Linked DNA regions of Mus musculus: region 2 is linked to region 1. A link is a contact called in public HiCAR-type data. All regions are on one chromosome and are shown on one strand. Each heading gives the region's core, a stretch centred on a gene start, on an enhancer-like site or on the middle of the called end of the contact. The rest is flanking DNA. Distances are from core to core; before and after follow the strand shown. Region 1 has its middle 36 kb from the start of Scg3. Region 2 overlaps Hmgcll1 (3-hydroxymethyl-3-methylglutaryl-Coenzyme A lyase-like 1).

Region 1 (2,873 bases), core at 112-2,611:
GAATTGGACTGCAGACTGTAAGTCATCAATAAATTCCTTTACTATATAGAGACTATCCATAAGACTCCATGTGACTCTAGCGAACCCTGACTAATACAGGTCTCTACATTATAATTTATAGTGTATGTTTCCCCCATGCAGTCTTAGCTCAAAGGTTACCTGAGCATGGAGGGGCTGAGTATCCTCTGAGAGTATTCCCATAGAAAGCCTGAAAGACCAATAAGGCCGGTTCTTGACAGGAAGGTTTGGCCAGACCAGGTATGTACATCACGTGCGCAGACACACACACACACACACACACACACACACAGCTCTTTCCAGACACGCACAGAATGAGATGCTCTGAGAAACTGTAGCAGAAACGTCACAGTTTACTTCTGAACATCTCTTTGACTTTCTTTCTCTTTATGATTCTGGTTTTCCAAACGGTTTTTAATTTTTTTTTTTTCTGAGATGTAGTTTCTGAGTGTAGTCTTGGCTCTCCTGGGACTTGCTCTGTAGAGCAGGCTGGTCTGGAACTCAGAAATGGGCCTGCCTCCGCCTCTGTAGTGCTGGGATTAAAGGCTCGTGCCACCACCACTGGCTTTATATCCTGTTTCATAACTGGTGTGCATGACCTGTGTTCAGTTCTTTCTCGTCTTCATGTATTTAGCTTTCCTTGTTGACTTTTCTTCGTGGTATACTCTATGCACGCATGTATTTGTTACTGTGTTTACCTAGATTATCATGTGATTCCACACATGAGTGAGAACATAGAGCTGGAACATGGAGAACTACATAATACTAAGAAGACTGAATGTTTATATTATATTACATAATACTAGGAACCCTGAAAGTGTTTTAATGAAAAGTTTTGCTATTAAGTGTATCATCGTCGATATTAATTACATCTAAATTGGTACCTTAGGATTTGAGACATGTGAGAAGTCCCACAAGTCAGGGAATTTCTCTTAGGTCACACATTTGATTCTGATTTGAGCAATCAGTCCTGTGGCCATCTTGTTTTTGTTGTATTGTTTGTTTTGTTTATTGGAATCAGAAGTGGCATAAAAGCAACGTATTATTATTTTGTACCCTTTAATGCATGTTGGGCAGAGCAGGAGTTTTGTTATGGCACCACCATACATGTTTAGTTTGTGTTGATCCACACCCTCTCCCTGCTCTCCCCATCCCCTTGGTCCTCACCTACCGTAACCCTGTGCCCCAGTAATCTCCTTTAGAGCGGGACCTCTCAATGTTTGAGGGGAGACTAGTTACTTCCCTCAGTTTTAGTTTTAATAAAATGTGAAACAAAACCCTCCGGGCAGTAAGCTTGTTTATTTTACTGTGCTCTGTTTAGTCATTTCTTTTTAAAGAGAAGGTTATAAAAGTGTAATCATTGCCATCTGTTGTATTTGAGTAAAACCTAGACTAAAAGTCAGAAAAGTCCCACCAACAGCTTACAAAACAATAGCAACAATGCCAACTCGCCATGGTTACGGGTGAAACTGTTTTCTCCTAAATAAAGGAAGTCTCCTTAGAGGATTATTTTAACATTTGATTTACATCATTATTGAATTGGACTCCAAAAATCCTCAACAATCTCTGAAAACCAAACCAACCAAACAAACAAAAAAATCAAAAGCAAAATGCTGCTATTTAACTCCTGGCCTGATAAGCAGTTAGCAGATTTCTGTCACTCTGAGGAAAACCCCATCAAAACTTACTGTTTGGAGAATATTATTTTTAAGAGTTTCTATGGGTATGATTCAGAGGAGAAAACTGTATTTGTGTCTATGGGGTGACAGTATGAAATAGCTATCACCAAAAGCAGGCATGAGGGCAAGGTAAAGCATAAGGTTTTCAATGTGGCTTACAGCATCGTTCATCTAAAGGTCTGCCTAGGCCATATCTTTGCTACACTTTGCATTAGACACGGCAGCGCCAGGGCAGAAGATCGATGGTCATCGGGTAAAGGCTCCTGCTCCCATGCTAAGGCCACATGAGCCACAGGATGGAAGATCCATCCATGGTGTTCTCTGACATTGAATGAACATACTCCACACACCACAGCAACACACATACACACACACACACACACACACACACACACACACACACACACACACACACACACGTTCTCAAATAAATAAATTTAATTTTTTGCCTTTTTCTAGTTAAGATTGATTTATTTTTGTATCTATTGGTGTTCGGTCTGCATGCACACTGGTGCACATGTATGCAGTACCAAAGGTGACCAGAAGAGGGCAACAGAACCACTCGCCAGACCCAGAGCAGCCTGCAGATTCTGTGCTCAGGCTATGCTTGATTCTGTCTGATCCTACCCCTTGCTTGCACTCTCCTGAGTCACTGGATTTAACTTGAGCTTCACAACCAGGCGCCAGCCCCACGTATACCTTTCTCAACCTACAGATTTGCGTTGGATGGCACATTCTGGGCCCTAGCAATAGCCTGCTATATCCAAATCAGACATGAAACCAACAAAATAGATCCACATGCCTAGTATTCGTTTTGTTTGTTTGTTTGTTTTTCTTTTTTTTCCATTTTTTATTAGGTATTTAGCTCATTTACATTTCCAATGCTATACCAAAAGTCCCCCATACCCACCAACCCCCACTCCCCTACCCACCCACTCCCCCTTTTTGGCCCTGGCGTTCCCCTGTACTGGGGCATATAAAGTTGGCGTGTCCAATGGGCCTCTCTTTCCAGTGATGGCCGACTAGGCCATCTTTTGATACATATGCAGCTAGAGTCAAGAGCTCCGGGGTACTGGTTAGTTCATAATGTTGTTCCGCCTATAGGGTTGCAGATCCCTTTAGCTCCTTGGCTACTTTCTCTAGCTCCTCCATTGGGAGCCCTGTGATCCATCCATT
Region 2 (2,873 bases), core at 241-2,740, 300 kb after region 1:
CCAAAACCCTCTAAACTTTATGACATCCTCCTCTTTAATTAGTGCTGCATATATATCTGTGTATGTACATCTATGTAAATAAAATCGACTGAGTACATTTAATGTTGCTCATGTGTATATGTGTTTATAGCTGACCAGTTAGGATAGAACAACCTATCAGGTGTCTTGAGGCTTTGATGTTCCTCATTCATATTGCCATGGCATATCAACTGGTATTGCCACAGCAATGGATTTATTTAGGGGACTATATTTTTGGGATAACGTGGGTACAGAATCCCTGTCATATTTAGAAGGCACTATATTATAACAGACATCCTGACCCTCTGGCTCTTAAACTCTTTCTGCCCCCTCTTGAGATGTTTCCTGAGTCATAGGTGTAAGGGTTGTGTTGACAGGAGATGGACAACCCATAGTCAGTAGCCTCTGTATTTTGATTAGTTGTTGATATCTGAAATTGTCTCTGACTGCAGAAGGGTGCTTCTTTGATGAAAGCTAGAATCAGGGTAGTAGGATGCAGGTGGTATGAGAAGGAAATGGGAAAAACAGACCACACCACACACTTCAAATACAAAACTTGCAGAAACTGAGCTGGATCTGGCCTCAAAGCCCCACCCCTGAGGACTGGCTCTCAGTTTCTGTGGGTGCTGTGTATGCAGGCTGCCAAGGGAGAAAAGCAATCAATAGTCCTATTCAACTGTGAAACCTGTGAACCGAAACAACGAACGACAGTTCAGCAAGCTATCCCCAAGAGTGCAGTAGTGACCCATCTTAGGGATAGCCAACAGCTGTCTAATTGGACTCAGTAGGGAGGAATTCATCTCTGCTCTAAACCTCCCCAGCCTACCAGTTGCTAGTGAGGTCATGGATCAAAGAGAAGAGCCTACTGGTGCCACTTTCCGAAACTAGTATAATTTCTGAATGTGTTCTAAATACACTCATCCGTAAACCCACAGGAACAAGTTTCTCCATTCTTACACTGTGACTTTTCAAATAGCTTTAGGTCAAATCTGGTCACAATTTGATTCCTGAATGTGCATGACTCACATCTACATGCTGAGACAAGAGTAGACACCCTGGGCTGTGTTTTAGTTTCTATCCTATTAGGAAATCTGTTTCTTGGTGTTTTATATATATATAAAAATGTGTAATAATTCTGTATTTTCCTCATCCTCTTTAATCAAATCATATTATTTTGTATGGGCTTCCTGTTTCAAGCACTTTTTATAGCTACCACTGTTGGATGTTAAGTACATCCCAGGTGCTTCCTGGTTGCTTATTTAATCATCTCACTAGTCTGTTTTGTAGATTTCAAAGGCATGGCACACAATGGTTAAATAAGTTGCTCATAGCCAGCAGCTAGTGAAGAGCAGAGTTAGGTTGGGAACGCAGGAAGTTCTACCTCCAGAACATTCAGTTTGCAGGCGTGTTTCCACTATAGCCATGAGAGGACTCACTTGAAGAGTTTATTGAGTCTTCTGGAAGCTCTGACTCAGCAGCCCTTGCGGTTGGCTCCCAGCTGTCTTTGTTTTCCCTTCACCCCATCTTGGTAAGCTCTGTGCTGGCTGCTGCTGCTGCAGCCACCAGCTACCAACTGTGCTCCTATCAAGGTTCCTTTCCTGTGTTCTTCCTGAGCTCTTGGCTCCTGCTCATGAGAGAGTGCAGGCTGGGGAAAGACTACTGTGAATTTTGACTTCCTTTCTGCCCTCCCTGAGGTTGAGAGTAGAATTCAGTCTGGAATAGAACTGCATTGCATAAAAAAGGAAAAACAACTGAGTTTCCAATAAATTTCCTGTTCCCTTCAATCTTCAATACTTTCTGTCCTTGGATTTCTGTTGGCTCCTGGATTCCTTGCTCTCTCTGATTCCAGCTGGCTTTTACATCCTTCCTTCCCCCTATGCTGTGATTTTTTTTTTTTTTTCTCAGCTTCAAGCTCCTCCAAGTTTTCTGGCTTTATGGTTATTCACTCTGTGTTGTAACTTTCTCTGACCCTTTCTTCTCTTTCTCCATGGTACACACTTCCCTTTTAGTTTTATTTCTTTTTATTTTTTTCTTTTCTACTCAACCAGGAGGCCAGACTTCACAGGCACAGAAACGTCATGGGTCACTTGCAGGTGACCTGTGGTTTTTTGAGAGGCAAAATCAAATCGCCTATTTGGATCATTTTAACTGGATTCCAAATTTGAAAGTTTTTGGCCAGCCTGGTTAAAATCCTAAGAACAAAAGCAGCTTTTAGAATTCTGGTTTCCTTCTAGTAGTCTGGCAATTGTTAATCTATGTAGGAGAGGCAAATAGTCCTTTACAGCTGCCTTGCTGAGAAAATTTTATCCCTGGAAATATTCTATTTGATTGCACTACACTTAAACATGTAGGTATAAAAGAATGCCTTTATACACATTTGTCTTCTAACTGTCCTTGGCATCAAATTGCCTTCTGTGCTCAGGATGATTTGTTCTGGGGACCCTTGGTGGTGGACAATCACGTGGAAATAGCATGATGTGCTTGTTCAAGATGTTTCTATTTTTCCATGTTTCTGTTTTTCGTAATCCTTCAGCTGGCAGGAAATTGTAGTTAAGGCACCAGACACTTGCCATCTTTCCATCTGAGCGCTCTTCCTTTTCCCAAATAATCAGAATTCAGCCCAAAATTAATACTCAAGAGTTTTTAATTTCTTCTGTTGGTTCGAACCCTTTTTATAACTCATTTGGATGCTATTTACTTATGTAAATATTAATTAGTGAATCTTGTCCTCAAAACATTTATTCTAAAATAAAACTATGTAAAAAAAAAAAACAATTCTACATAGAGACTTTTAAAATTACCCAGGCCTATGAAGGCTTGCATTTTAATTTATTCACAAATCATAATTTGTGTTA

The links. HiCAR-type assays count read pairs that join an accessible place to other places.
Region 2: a contact with region 1 is called in a HiCAR-type map of fibro-adipogenic progenitors, with 4 times the contacts expected there. The contact joins two enhancer-like sites. A contact is called at or near these places in 3 of 39 promoter capture datasets (the 3T3-L1 cell line, hippocampal neurons and liver), 1 of 115 datasets of contacts at active chromatin or transcription factors (fibro-adipogenic progenitors) and 1 of 9 other capture datasets (pancreatic islet).

The regions. Positions count from the first base shown.
Region 1 is chr9:75,718,215-75,721,087 of GRCm38.p6, forward strand. No RefSeq gene overlaps it. Among named protein-coding and RNA genes, the nearest start is that of Scg3, 36 kb to the left of the region's middle. Within about 2 kb of position 1,362, at least 11 of the 459 cell types and tissues checked have an H3K27ac peak or open chromatin away from gene starts, as enhancers often do. A contact at or near this core is called in fibro-adipogenic progenitors, where this site is marked.
Region 2 is chr9:76,022,916-76,025,788 of GRCm38.p6, forward strand. All of the region lies in intron 1 of Hmgcll1 (3-hydroxymethyl-3-methylglutaryl-Coenzyme A lyase-like 1), which reads left to right. Among named protein-coding and RNA genes, the nearest start is that of Hmgcll1, 9.4 kb to the left of the region's middle. Within about 2 kb of position 1,491, at least 154 of the 459 cell types and tissues checked have an H3K27ac peak or open chromatin away from gene starts, as enhancers often do. A contact at or near this core is called in fibro-adipogenic progenitors, where this site is marked.